Linked DNA regions of Sus scrofa: all the other regions are linked to region 2. Evidence: chromatin contacts called from public Hi-C and HiChIP or PLAC-seq data. All regions are on one chromosome and are shown on one strand. The core of a region is the stretch at or near the end of the contact, and the rest is flanking DNA. Distances in the headings are between cores, read along the strand shown. Region 1 has its middle 160 kb from the start of IRS2. Region 2 overlaps MYO16 (unconventional myosin-XVI). Region 3 holds the start of IRS2 (insulin receptor substrate 2). Region 4 has its middle 89 kb from the start of IRS2.

The links. A called contact is a pair of places that touch in the nucleus more often than the background predicts. HiChIP or PLAC-seq counts read pairs in DNA pulled down with a chosen protein or histone mark.
Region 1: a contact with region 2 is called in a Hi-C map of liver, with 9 times the contacts expected there. The contact joins two enhancer-like sites. A contact is called at or near these places in 2 of 47 Hi-C or Micro-C datasets (epiblast stem cells and liver).
Region 3: an H3K27ac HiChIP or PLAC-seq map of alveolar macrophages shows a contact between it and region 2. The contact joins the promoter of IRS2 here to the enhancer-like site in region 2. A contact is called at or near these places in 12 of 47 Hi-C or Micro-C datasets (brain, embryonic fibroblasts, epiblast stem cells and 7 more) and 2 of 2 datasets of contacts at active chromatin or transcription factors (alveolar macrophages and skeletal muscle).
Region 4: an H3K27ac HiChIP or PLAC-seq map of alveolar macrophages shows a contact between it and region 2. The contact joins two enhancer-like sites. A contact is called at or near these places in 2 of 47 Hi-C or Micro-C datasets (embryonic fibroblasts and heart right ventricle) and 2 of 2 datasets of contacts at active chromatin or transcription factors (alveolar macrophages and skeletal muscle).

What each region holds. Positions count from the first base shown.
Region 1 is chr11:76,497,625-76,500,909 of Sscrofa11.1, reverse strand. No RefSeq gene overlaps it. Among named protein-coding and RNA genes, the nearest start is that of IRS2, 160 kb to the left of the region's middle. Within about 2 kb of position 1,664, at least 5 of the 83 cell types and tissues checked have an H3K27ac peak or open chromatin away from gene starts, as enhancers often do. A contact at or near this core is called in liver, where this site is marked.
Region 2 is chr11:76,203,501-76,206,892 of Sscrofa11.1, reverse strand. It overlaps MYO16 (unconventional myosin-XVI), which reads right to left. Exons shown (of 37, transcript XM_021065905.1): 32 at 2,697-2,968. Among named protein-coding and RNA genes, the nearest start is that of IRS2, 450 kb to the left of the region's middle. Within about 2 kb of position 2,137, at least 10 of the 83 cell types and tissues checked have an H3K27ac peak or open chromatin away from gene starts, as enhancers often do. A contact at or near this core is called in alveolar macrophages and liver, where this site is marked.
Region 3 is chr11:76,652,936-76,656,008 of Sscrofa11.1, reverse strand. It overlaps IRS2 (insulin receptor substrate 2), which reads left to right and starts at 1,370. Exons shown (of 3, transcript XM_021065907.1): 1 at 1,370-3,073. The coding sequence starts at 1,396. LOC110255859 (a long non-coding RNA gene) reads right to left here and starts at 598. Exons shown (of 2, transcript XR_002336770.1): 1 at 1-598.
Region 4 is chr11:76,564,134-76,567,429 of Sscrofa11.1, reverse strand. No RefSeq gene overlaps it. Among named protein-coding and RNA genes, the nearest start is that of IRS2, 89 kb to the left of the region's middle. Within about 2 kb of position 1,394, at least 28 of the 83 cell types and tissues checked have an H3K27ac peak or open chromatin away from gene starts, as enhancers often do. A contact at or near this core is called in alveolar macrophages, where this site is marked.

The DNA of each region.
Region 1 (3,285 bases), core at 415-2,914, 290 kb before region 2:
CTCGGCCTATCAGGGATCACAGGGCCATTGACAGCCCAGGTCGAAAGCTGGTATTCAAAGGACCTCCCTCTCTGCACCAGGCGTGCCCAGGTGTGTGAGGAGACGTGTGTTGGGGTCTCTGCCTACAGGCAGGAAAAGAATTTCGCAGGTCCTAAGCAAGGTGAAGAAAAGACAAGTTTATTGAGGCGAGAGACGCTGTTAACACAGCGGGCCGACTTCCTGCTCATCAGGAAGCAGTGACCCCGGGCACATGGTCGTGTCTGCTTGTACCGCCCAGAGACAAAGGCGTGTGCGGAGAGGTCTAGGCACCCACCTGCTGACCTGTTGGTTGGCTGGGAGAGAACGGGGTCTTCGGGTACACTTGCTGGCTGGTTGGGAGTGTATGCTGCCCCATAGGGGCCGGATGAGGAGTGGGCCACACACCTTTCCTGGTGGGGGCGGGAAGGACTAGGCCAAGCTGCTGGGGCGGGGAGGTCCTAGGAACATTCTAACAATTACAGCGAGACAGGTCGTGTGACCAGGGTCTGGCAACTCTTAAATCAGCCGAGGCTTTGGAGTTTTATCTCCTTGGAGAGGTCTTCACATCCCAGAAAATGGACCGGAACCAGCCCTGGCGAAGACCCATGAATGCGGCCTGGACTCTTTGGATCTTGAAAAGCACATTGCTGCCTGATATATGACTTTCTTCAACCTGCCTGGCCCATGGGCCATTATGAAAAGATTCCGGATCTGAATCGTGGATGTTCCCCACTGTCTGTAAGTAAACAGTAGCTTCCCTCCCCAGCCCTGGGTGGCCCGGGGGGAACGCCCCGTCCCCTTCTCGGGTTGCCTGCCTCCGGCTGTTCTCATAAAACGCAGCGATGCTTTCTTAGGGTGTATGAATGAAGTCGGCTCGGCTTCAGTTGGAACAAACGCAGTGAACCTTGCGAAATCGCCCATCTTCTTCCTGTTGGCAGGTCTTCACTGGAACCTGTGCTTATTTGTGCAGGAGAGATCTGTGTTCGCAGCTAATGGAAAAGGGAAAGTGGGAGGAAGAGCCAGGTGAAGCGGGCAGGAAAGGTCTCGCTGACAAACGCGGGTGCGTCTGAAACAGATTTCTGGCTGTGCGGGCGTGCGCACGTCCTGACCTTTCTAAAGAAATCGAATCTCATAAGGTGTAAAAAATCGACTAATAACAGTGAAGCATGGAGGGTGCTGCTGGAGCTCGTGCTCGTGATGTGGGGGTGATCTTGCTACAAGCAGGCCGCGCCTGCGTGTCTCTGCGTTTCTACTCTCGGATTTTCAGACTTTGGCTCATTTTAAAGACCAAACAATTCTGAGAAGCAGGTGGGGGATCTTTCAGGATCCCTGGACAGCGGGAGGCCCCTGAGACTCACAGAATCCCAACACCTGGCCTGGGTCTGAGGCTGCGAGGGTCGGACTGCAGGGCGGAACCAGGTCCCCTCGCTCCCGAGCCACTTGGTCTCTGTCCTCTCCAAACAGAGGTGAGCTGGCAGGCTTTGGCAAGTGGAATTTTCAAGGCGATTCTGGTCGGCACACAGATGTACTGCGTCAAGTCAATGACGTGTCTCCCTGTTAAAACAAAGCACCAGGCTCACGGTTGTCCCCTTGTGCGTAGATGGTGGCAAATTACTGTTTGCCAAGCCTCTGTCGCCTCCCTTTCCGTGCTCCACTGAGATCATGGAAATGCCAAGCAAACAGCCAGGGAGTAAAATGCCTCGCAGAGTATTTATTTAAGAGTATTGTTGCCGGATATGCACGCAGATAAACTCTGTGTAATGAATGAGTGACTTTGGAGGCCAAATACCAAGAAGGCATATGCTGTACCCAGGGCGCCCTGGCCAGGGCGAGGTCACTGCGGGCCCCCTCAGGACATGCTCTTAAAAAAGGCCAAGCTCTGAATCCACAGAGGCTGTGGAACCTCGAGAAAGAGCGTGGGACACATCCTGGGCCCTTGTCAGCTGTCAAGGTTGGGAGGAGGCAAACTGAAGTCTGTGGACGTGGAAGGCGCAGGAGAGACCCCGCAGGGCCGGCCCCTGCCAGTGTGTGCTGGCAGATGTCCAGAAACTTGCATCCTGGGAAGGCCGGCCTGGGCAGCCTGAAGGCTCTGGAATCGGCCAAGACTGGCGTCTGGGTGAGTTTGCCAGAGAAGCAAGAGCAGGTTCGCTTTTGGTGTCCTGGAGCCCCGATGGGAGAGACAGGAAACCCATCTGGGCTTGGGAATTCAGTGTGAGGGCTCCCAGCATTCCCCCTTTCCCTGTACATGCAGCAGACAGACAGACAGACAGACAAAACGCAGACCGCCTGATCTGGAATAAAACACAAAGCAGGAAGCCCATGAAGGCCTCTGCATGTTTAATGAGTATTGACTTTTTAAATTGGTTTTACAAGGAAAGCTTTCTGACTGAAATACAGGGTTGAAAGGATGGCCAGGAAGCTGGGCCTGAGCACCCAGCTCTTTCATTTATTCTCCACGTTAGGACGCCTTCTTCTACCGCCCCCCAGTCTCCCCTAAGCGTGTTTCTGCGCCGCAAATTGTCTTACATCAGAAAACACCGCGATGCCATCTCATGGTGTAGGGAACAGGTTTTTCACACGTAGACCTGTTTGTTCGGCAGCTGCACAGGATGCAGGCTGCGGGGTGCTGGCGAAAGGAGCACAGGCCTCCCTTCCTCCCGGGGTCTTCTTCAGGGAGCCGAGCTTACTGTTTTACAGAATAAGGACACAAAGAAGCATATTTGATTGATAGGGGAACACATTTTATTGCCTTTTTTGATTTAGCATCTCTACCAAATGCAGCGGATTATACTCTCCATGCCATTAAAGCAAGATTACTGGTCCTGTTTCGTGATCAGTATTCTGATTGGGCGGGGGGGGGGGCGGGAATCTTCTGCAAAGCTCTTCGTTATTTAAGGCCTCCAGTGGGTGGCGGTCGTGAAATTTCCATGGAACTCTGGTAGAAACACACGTGGTCTTTATGCATGAGGCCTGGAGGAAGCAAAAGACCGTTTTTCCTTTCCTTTATTAGACGGCCTTAGCGGGAGACACCCGCCAGCTCCCAGGGGAGGCTGGGGGGTTTCCATTGCCCATGTGCAGGAACGGCTCACAGCAGGTGCACACCACGCTAGGTCGAGGGGGGTACCAAATGAATGCCCATTTCATAGATGGAAAGACCGAGCAGTAACTCTCCCAAGAAGAGAAAATGTGCCAGTTGAAAAGCAGACGGGAGAATTTGAGAGGCTCCAAACTTCTCATTGACTCCTCAACTCAGGACTTTTAAAAAGT
Region 2 (3,392 bases), core at 888-3,387:
GTTTATATAAAAGTCTTGCCAGCCTCACACTCTTGCATCGTGCATTTTAAACAGCCGGCCTTAAGAACCCCGAGATGCCTCACGGTAGCAGGAACCTCAGAGTCTCCCACCTGTGGTCTTTCTTGCTTCCTCTTCATTACTGGTGTTTTTTTTGTTTTGTTTTGTTTTTCCTGTCATTTGCTTTTATGTGTGTTTTTATCTCTTGTGGTTCTTGGATATCTTTTTTTGTTGTTGTGGTTGCACATAGGAGAGAACGCAACTCTGTCCTCAATATTTTGTTTTCTCTCCGCTGATTTCTCTAAAATCTCACCTCCCGGGCAGGTAGGCTTTTCATCTGCACACAAGCAGAATGCATTTGGGGCTTTACAGGCTACGGTGAGGCCGCCTTATCCAAACTTCAGCCTTTCTTCTTGGTGCTGCACTTTACACGGGGCTGCAACTCACAGGCCCCGGAGAACGGGAGGTCAGCTTGCTTCTGCGCTGGGCCCTCGCCCTCTACCTGTGTTCACATCTGCCTCCAGCTGAAGACCTTCCTCCAGGCGACTTTTCTCATGTTCCTGCTATTGTCCTTATTACCACGATGCTGCAAACACACACGCGTCCTCTTCTCCCCAAAGTGATGAACCCCCCCATCTAAGCAGCGCTGTGACACGACTCATGTATCACAATGGCGACTGTTTAAAAACTTCTCCCTGAGATCTGTTCTTTCTAAATCAACCGGCAAAGGGCGTCTTTGCAGATGAAACTAGAGTCCACACGCAGCCGCTGACGGCTGCAGGCTTCTGTGCATCCACCACCTCCTTGGCGTCAACCAACCGTCTTTCCCAAAGACGAGCTTATGGCTTTGTTGTGCTTTTGCATTTGGAGCTCGTTTATTCACCAAAGAAATTGTGCCCCCTCCTGTGCTCACACAATCTTTTCTGGGGACACCTATGTCGTCATTTCATTTAGAATGTCACCCTCCACCCCTGAGGTGGGAGCTAGAAGGGGCCCAGGCTGAGCAACTGGAATATGTCCCCGGTGAAAAGATAGTGTCAAGACAGATTTTGTGGCAGGATTAAGGAGGAGCTGGGTCCTGCCTGGATAAAAGAAGGACTTTCTACATGAAACTTCTCCCCCCCTCTTTTTTTCTTTAGGGCCGCATCTGTGGTACATGGAGGTTCCCAGGCTAGGGCCCGAATCAGAGCAGCAGCTGCCAGCCTGCACCACAGCCACAGCAACTTGGGATCTGGGGTTCAAGCCGCATCTGCAGCCTATGCCACAGCCTGTGGCAATGCCGGATCTTTAACCCACTGAGTGAGGCCAGGGATGGAACCCGCATCCTCACCAACACTCTTGTCTGGTTCTTAACCCACGGAGCCACCACAGAACTCCAACCAGATAGTTCTCACTCTTGAGGTCAAGGAGCCCTCCAGAACCACACATGCGCAGAAAGGTTCCTCAGGGGCCAGAGAAGGGAGAGGGGCACCAGACCACAGCACATCCCGTCGGCTTCCCAGAAACCATCCTGGGAGAAGAATCCATCCATTCTGCGCTAGAATCCATCCTGGCTAAAAGATGCTTGTCACACAGATGAGGGCCCGGAGTCAGGCCCAAGGTGGGCTTAAGAGGCCAGAGGAAACCTGGAAGGAGGGCCCCCATCGGACGGATTTAAATCACCCCCAAAACAGGCGGCACTCTCTTCCCCCTTTCTGTCTCTGTCTGTCTGTCGCTCTGCCCCACCCCGCCTGCCCAGGCTTCTCTCTTGTACACACTTGATACGCTCCACCACTCCCAGGCTCCTTGCCGAATGTTTTCTCCAAAGGGACAGGGACTGGGGACCTCCATCCAGCTGGCCCTTGAGGTCTGGGAGTTCAGCGCTCTCACCCCGAAGTCACCTGAGAACACCGCCACCCCCTACCGTGTTTTCTCGGCAGCCACCCGCTTGGAAGACAAATACGCTGTGTGTTTACCTGCTTACTGTGCTCACCACCTGCCGCCCCGAGGGCATTTATTTATTTATTTATTCATTCATTTATTGTGCTCCTCCGGGCCTCAGTAGGGCCTCCCTCTGAGGGCAGTAACTCAAGGCTGTGCGGCTGATGTGCCGCAGAGAAGGACTTCCCTCTGCGCTTCCCAACCACGCTCAGAACGAACGATGAAGCAAAAACATCGCATGACCTCTTCTGGGAGAGATCTGATCCGGAGAGGGCTGTGGTTTTGCGCAAGTATGTCCGTCCAGCAAGGCAGACACTGTGGTTCTCTTGTCCCCACTTTCACCCCCACTGCATTTTGCCGAGTCATGGTTCTCCTCTGCCTGCGCCGTTTCCCCGGGCTTAATGTTTAATTAGGTGCCGATAACGGGGAAGCCAGATGAATTATGTTAGCTTTTTAATTAGCAAACATTGACACGGACTAGAGGCCGACTTTCTGAATTGTTCTGGTTGAAGGCTCCTCATGCACTGTCGAAGTTGGGCTAGGACTTAAGGAAATCATATGTAAGTAGCTTTTCCCTAAGAGGCTTAGCGAACTGAATGCAATATTATTTATATTTAATGATTCAAAGGGCCCCCTGGCAAGCCGTTGATGGATTTAATTCTATTAAAAATGTATTGGGGGGTGGGGTGGACAGCACTGCCCCGGGCACCCAAAGACGGGAAATCAGGCATCAGTAACCCAGGGGGGGCAGATCTCTCTCTTCCTTCCCCTGGGCTCACCTTCACTGGCTGAGTCCCTGGCCGCAGCCCACAGGCAGGCGCTCACAGCCTCATAGGAGGCGCTCAGCCGCGTGGTGGGGTCCCGCTTCGGCTTGGGCGGAGGCTGTTTCCGTGGTGACGGGAGGCTACTGCTGTCATCCAGGCTGAACACGGAGTGCAGAGAAGGAGATCGGGTGGATGGACTAGCCAGGGACTGGACCAGGCCGTCCACCGCCAGGGGCACCGGGACGGAGCTGCAGTGGAAGTGCCTGGGTCCAGCCTTGTCTTCAGCTCTGGGGGGACAAACACAAAGAGCCCCCCCAGACAGACCCAGCTGCATTATTTGGATGGTAACAATGAGCCAGCTCCAGGAGACATAATCACAGCCCTTTGGTATACAGCCCACCCGCGGAGGCTGGAGGATGCCCGTGGCACTGCGGTACCCGGTGCATCCTGAGAAAGCCCCCCATCCTTCCAGCCCCTGCTTCGTGATCCATAAGCACGATGGAGGCTCATCATTATTACTTAAAAAGAATCTCACACAATCCCAAGACGTCTTAAGAACTGCCACATTTGCTAGCAGGCATTGGCTGAATGCATTTTTCACACTCTGATTATTAAGCAAATCACAAAACCAGAATTTCAATCTGAATGATAATTTCTGGGAAATCCATCTTAATAGAGAGTTACTGATGCATCAAACTGCTGGGACTTCCC
Region 3 (3,073 bases), core at 121-2,620, 450 kb before region 2:
CCTGAGCGGGTGGGATCCCGCCAGCGGCCGCCGCCAGCGCGGCCTGGGGTAGAGGGCGCCGCATCCGCGCCCCCTCCCGCACCCCGACTCTCCTTCCAGGAAGGGGCACCGAAGCTGCTGCCGATCCAGAGCTCACCGGTGACGGACTAATGTGATGCTCGTAAACAAGCCGGGGCCGGGCACCCGGGAACCACCCAGGCGCAAACCCGCCAAGGCGCGCCCCCACCCCGAGCCTGGGCGCGGGATCTGCTGGCCGAAGTGTGTGTTGGGGGAAGGTGGTTCCGAGAGGGCAGCCAAGTTCACTGCCCCTTCTTGGCCCCCAGCAAATGGGGCGGCGGCGGGGCGATGCGGGGCCCGAGTGGGGTGCTACCTCCGCCTCCCCTGCACCAAGCCCAGGTCCGCGGTCTCGGCCCCTGATCTCCGCAGGCGCCCACCCCCTACAGTGTTCCCTCCCCCGGTCCCCTCCCCGGCGGAAGCTTCGAGCCCAATTAATTGAGTCAAAGGCGGGAGGGCAGGGCCCTCCGCGCGGCGGCCGGCCCCCGCCCCTCCCGCGCGCCCCTTTTCCCGCCCTGGGTGGCATCTCCTCCGCCGGCATCCCCAACGAGCCTCTGATTAATGAGGCTCGGGCCGGCCCCCACCCCGCCCCGGGCCCCGGCCTCCGCGGGAGGGGGAGGGGACGGCGGGAAACGCGGCCCCGGGAGAAAGGGGGGCGGGGCGGGGGCGCGCGGCCCGCCCCCCCCGCGCCCGGCGCCCATTGGCCGCACGCGCCGTCCGTCCGGGGGCGCGGCGCCAATGCGGGCGGCGGGGCGGGGCGGCCGCGCAGTGTGTGCCTGCGTAACGCCGAGTCACATGTTGTTTTGCTCTTCTTAGTTCAGTCACTCGGTGCGCGATGTGTTACTCACTGTGCGGCGGGGACCGCGACGAGCCCGGGTCGCCGTTGGCAGCAGCAGCAGCACCAACCCCGGCGGCGGCGCGGACCCCGAGTACCCGGGCACACCCCGGCACCGCGGAGCGCGGCGCAGCGGCGGGACCGGTGCGGCCGCGCGCGCCTTAAGGCTCGGCCCCACGGCTCGGGGACCCCGACTCTCGGCCCAGCCAGCGAGTCCCCAGGCGCCGCCCGAGAGCCCAGGAGGAAGCGGCCGCGGGCAGCCGGGCCAGGGGGCGGCCACCGCCCGCGTTGGTCATCCTCTGGGGCCCCGGAGCGCGGAGGGCGCTGCGCCACCGCGCGGTGCCGGCCCCCGCGGGCCTCCCCGAACCTTCTCCACCTCCTGGGCCCGAGGGACGCGGGCTCGGGCGGGCGAGCAGGGGGGGGAGGGAGCCGCTCCCGCCCGCGCCCCCTCCGCTCCCTCCAGCCCCTCCAAGCCCGGCCGGGCGGCGGGGCCTGAATCGCCGGCGATGGCGAGCCCGCCGCTGCACGGGCCCCCCGGGCCGGCGGGCGGCGACGGCCCCAACCTCAACAACAACAACAACAACAACAACCACAGCGTGCGCAAGTGCGGCTACCTGCGCAAGCAGAAGCACGGCCACAAGCGCTTCTTCGTGCTGCGCGGGCCCGGCGCGGGCGGCGACGAGGCGACGGCGACAGCGGGTGGGGGGTCGGCGCCGCAGCCGCCGCGGCTCGAGTACTACGAGAGCGAGAAGAAGTGGCGGAGCAAGGCGGGCGCCCCGAAGCGGGTCATCGCGCTCGACTGCTGCCTGAACATCAACAAGCGCGCTGACGCCAAGCACAAGTACCTGATCGCCCTCTACACCAAGGACGAGTACTTTGCCGTAGCGGCCGAGAACGAGCAGGAGCAGGAGGGCTGGTACCGCGCGCTCACCGACCTGGTCAGCGAGGGCCGCGCGAGCGCCGGCGACGCGCCCCCCGCCGCCGCCACCGCCGCGTCCTGCAGCGCCTCCCTGCCCGGCGCCCTGGGCGGCTCGGCCGGCGCCGCGGCGGCCGATGACAGCTACGGGCTGGTGGCGCCCGCCACGGCCGCCTACCGCGAGGTGTGGCAGGTGAACCTGAAGCCCAAGGGCCTGGGCCAGAGCAAGAACCTGACGGGCGTGTACCGCCTGTGCCTGTCGGCGCGCACCATCGGCTTCGTGAAGCTCAACTGCGAGCAGCCGTCGGTGACCCTGCAGCTCATGAACATCCGCCGCTGCGGCCACTCGGACAGCTTCTTCTTCATCGAGGTGGGCCGCTCGGCCGTCACGGGCCCGGGAGAGCTGTGGATGCAGGCGGACGACTCGGTGGTGGCCCAGAACATCCACGAGACCATCCTGGAGGCCATGAAGGCGCTCAAGGAGCTCTTCGAGTTCCGGCCGCGCAGCAAGAGCCAGTCGTCCGGCTCGTCAGCCACGCACCCCATCAGCGTCCCCGGCGCGCGCCGCCACCACCACCTGGTCAACCTGCCCCCCAGCCAGACTGGCCTGGTGCGCCGCTCGCGCACGGACAGCCTGGCCGCCACCCCGCCGGCGGCCAAGTGCAGCTCGTGCCGGGTTCGCACGGCCAGCGAGGGCGACGGCGGCGCGGCTGCGGGGGCCGGGGCGGCAGGCGGGAGGCCGGTGTCGGTGTCGGGGAGCCCCCTGAGCCCAGGGCCTGTGCGCGCGCCCCTGAGCCGCTCGCACACCCTGAGCGGCGGCTGCGGCGGCCGCGCCAGCAAAGTGACGCTGGCGCCGGCAGGGGGCGCTCTGCAACACAGCCGCTCCATGTCCATGCCCGTGGCGCACTCGCCCCCGGCCGCCACCAGCCCGGGCAGCCTGTCGTCCAGCAGCGGGCATGGCTCGGGCTCCTACCCGCCACCTCCCGGCCCACACCCGCACCTGCAGCATCCCCTGCACCCTCAGCGACCCTCCAGCGGCAGCGCCTCGGCTTCGGGCTCCCCCAGCGACCCTGGCTTTATGTCCCTGGATGAGTATGGCTCTAGCCCTGGGGACCTGAGAGCCTTCTGCAGCCACAGGAGCAACACGCCCGAATCCATCGCCGAGACTCCCCCGGCCAGGGACGTCAGCGGGGGCGAGCTGTACGGGTACATGACCATGGACCGGCCTCTGAGCCACTGTGGGCGCCCCTACCGCAGGGTATCCGGGG
Region 4 (3,296 bases), core at 145-2,644, 360 kb before region 2:
GCGTGAAGGATAAGGAGGTCCTTTCTGGTCCCATCTGCCCTCGCCCCTCATTTGTTTTATTTCTTCACTTGAGATATGATTCAGAGATCGTAACATCCACGCTTCTGAAGGTTCGGGTCAACGGTCCTCCGTATGTTCAAGCCGAGTGACCGCCACCACCATCTTATTCGGGAACATTCTCCCCACCCCGCCACCCCAGACGCGCACATCCACCGGCAGTCCTGAGCTAGTCCTGATTGCCCCCAGCCCCTGGCGGCCACCCACCTGCTTTCCGTCTCTGTTAACTTGGGCACCCCGGATAATTCACAGAAACGGAGTAGATCCTCATGGCCTCGTGTGTCTGGCTTCCTTCACCTAAAGTCACGTCTCAAGGTGTGTCTGCGCATGTCAGTAATGCATTCTTTTGATGGTTGGGTAGTATTCCCTGGTACAATATATCACCTTTTGTTTCTCTGTTTTTATAATAAGGGGATTTTTTTTTTAATGACCAATGAAATATGCAAATGTATTAACCCTAACACAGTAATGCCTGGAGCTTGCTGGATCATTTTTGAAGTTGGCCACGAAGATGGAACATTCTGTCCTTTCAGAACTATGCTTCTCTTCCTTATAAGAGCAGAATTAGTAACTAAAGCATATGTGTCTGAAGATGCCTCAACAAAGACGTTCAGGCGATTCACTGTGGGATGGCCTTTTTTCTTTAATGCTATACTTTTTATTTTTTATTTTTTGGCCATGGTGTGCAGTGGCTTGATGCGGGCTCTCCGTTCCCAGATCAGGGACTAAACCCAGGCTGGTGAAGACACGGAATCCTAACCACCTGGCCACCGGGGAGCTCCTGGATAGCCTTTTATGAGTTGTCTGTCCAGGGCAGAGTCCAGAGAATTGGGTCCCTGGTTTTACAAGGTCTACACAGTTGTTGGATTGAGGCTAGAAGACTGGCCAAGACATGCGTCAGAACAGCCACCATCTCGGGTTGGGGACCGCGGACCCCCGGCTGGGTGGAGACGCGCCCTGCTGCTGGGTTAGTGGAGAAGCCGCCCAGCGGCGCTTGGCCCCAAGGGGCCTTTCGAGGGCCCTGGCTGGCACGGTTCAGGATTTGAACTCTACCCTCAACATGCGGGTTTGTTTTGTGATAACTGGCTGGAGGAAGGTCACAGGAGGTCTGGTCTGGCTCGACCCCGAGACTGCAGCTGATGTCAGACAGCTACGGCTGGGGGCTGGGGCTTGAACTCGCCGCCCCAGACCCTGGTCTCCTGGGGAAGGGGGCGGACAGAAAGCCCAGCCAAGTTGCTGCTGTCCAAACCTTCCGCACATCCTCGGCGGTAGGGACAGTGCAGGCCCCGCCCCTAGGGGGAGGAGCAGGTGGCCTCGGAGGAGCCCGGTTTGGCGCCTGCGCTGTGACCCTTCCCGGCTCCGGGCTGCGTGTCACCGAGCAGATCTCGAATGTCTGCTGAAGACCTACCGGGTGAGACGCGTGGTCGGACGTGGGCATGGAGGCGGCCCGGCTGGGACACGCGGATGCACGAAAGCACCGACACGCCCGGGACCGGCAGGAACCAGGAGCCCATCTGAACCTCAGAACCGGACCTGGCTCTGGACCCTGCTCTCTACTTCAGGCAGGCGGCCCAGGGGCTTGTGACAGCCGACCCCAAGGCTGCGGCCACCAGCAGGGGACAGCGGGCAGCAAAGCCCAGGAACCTGCACACACACACACACACCCCCCCTTGGTGAATGTGGCCTGGGCCCTCGCTATGCAGTGATGGGTTCATCATCCCGCCTTTTTGCTACAGAGCAGAAGAATCGACAGGGCTGTGATCTGCCAGCTAAGGCGGAGGAGGGCGATCCAGCCTGCCTGCCCCCCCTTCCCCCGCCGCCCCCCCTTGGAGTCAGGCAGAGGCTCCCCTGGGGACAGGCAGGGGTGGGGAGTGGGGGCAGGGCCTCGAAGAGGAGGAGAAATGGTCTCCCATAACCCACCGCAGGTCTCGGGGCTCATTCAAATTTGAATTACAACCTTTCCTGCCAACGCGCTAGCAAACGCGGCTCCAAACACTTCATCTCATACCAGTGGGGCTAATTTTGCCTGACAGCTTTAAGCCCTTTGGAAAAATATCAAAAGGAAAAGGGAGGATTGTGTTTCTAACACGGGGACGCCTCAGGTGGCCGGGAGCACTCTCGAAGGTACCTACGTCTTTATCAGGAGCACCGCCCACCTTGCCGCCGCGGCATCTGAGCTCCAGGCAGTGTCCACGCGAAACGGTTTCTCCCGAGGTTCCTTTATAGCCCTTATCTGCAGGGCATGTATCACACTGTTGAATCTCTGCTTGGAAACAATTGTATTTTCAACTTGATTGTTTTGTTTGTTTTTTGCTGTTAGAAGCTGCTTTTTGTTCCCAAATATAGAATTCTGGGGTCAAAGTAAATACCTAGTCAACAAGGCAAAAAAACAAAAGAAAAGAAAAAAAAAGAAAAAAACCCACGAAAAACAAAAGCCCCCCAAAACAAAAATAACCCCCCCGAAACAACCCAGAAAAAACCCAACAAAAGAAAACCCCCCAAAAGCCGTCTCACAAGGCCGTGGCTTGCTGTGGGCTCTCAGCAGGGGGAGAGCCCTAGGCAGGTTTCCTGGGGGCTTCTAAGCAGGTTTCAGAAACTCCAGTCCAAACAGGAATTCCTGACAAATTCCTGCCAGCTCGGACCTCCAGGCCCTTAGCAACAGGCACAGTCTTTTGAATTTGCTTAAAACTATTAAGAAGTAATTAAGTAGTTAAAGGGTCTTTTTCAGCCTGGCTGAGTTTGGGAGGTGGGTTAAAAGCAAGCCCACAGCACGCTCCCTCGGCAGCCTGGCCTTCCTTTGAGCTGACCTTGCACGCTAATAAATTCATCCTGTATTTTTCTGCTACTGCCAATTTATGGCCTACAGGAAACTAATCTTGTACAATAACTACCTTCCTGTACTTAGTCCCTAAATGGGGCCAAATGGATTCGACGGCGGCCGCGCTGCCCGTGAAACAAAGCTGAGCCCGCAGGAGCCCGGAGGCTGGGCGCTCCGCCCCCGCCCTCGACCCCACCGCCGCCGTCAGGAGGTTCTTGTTGTGGCTGCGGCGCCCTGAAGAACGGAGAATGAAAAGCAGTCCTCGGTGCGAGGCTTCCCACACAGATCTCAGCTTCCACGGGAGGGAGGGGGAGAGGTGCCCTTTGAAACAGGGCCAGATGCACGGCCAGGAAGGTTAGGGAGCGAGCCGCACGTGGGCCAGCGACCTGGGGCAGGAGCCCTTGGATGCTCTGGGTGTGAA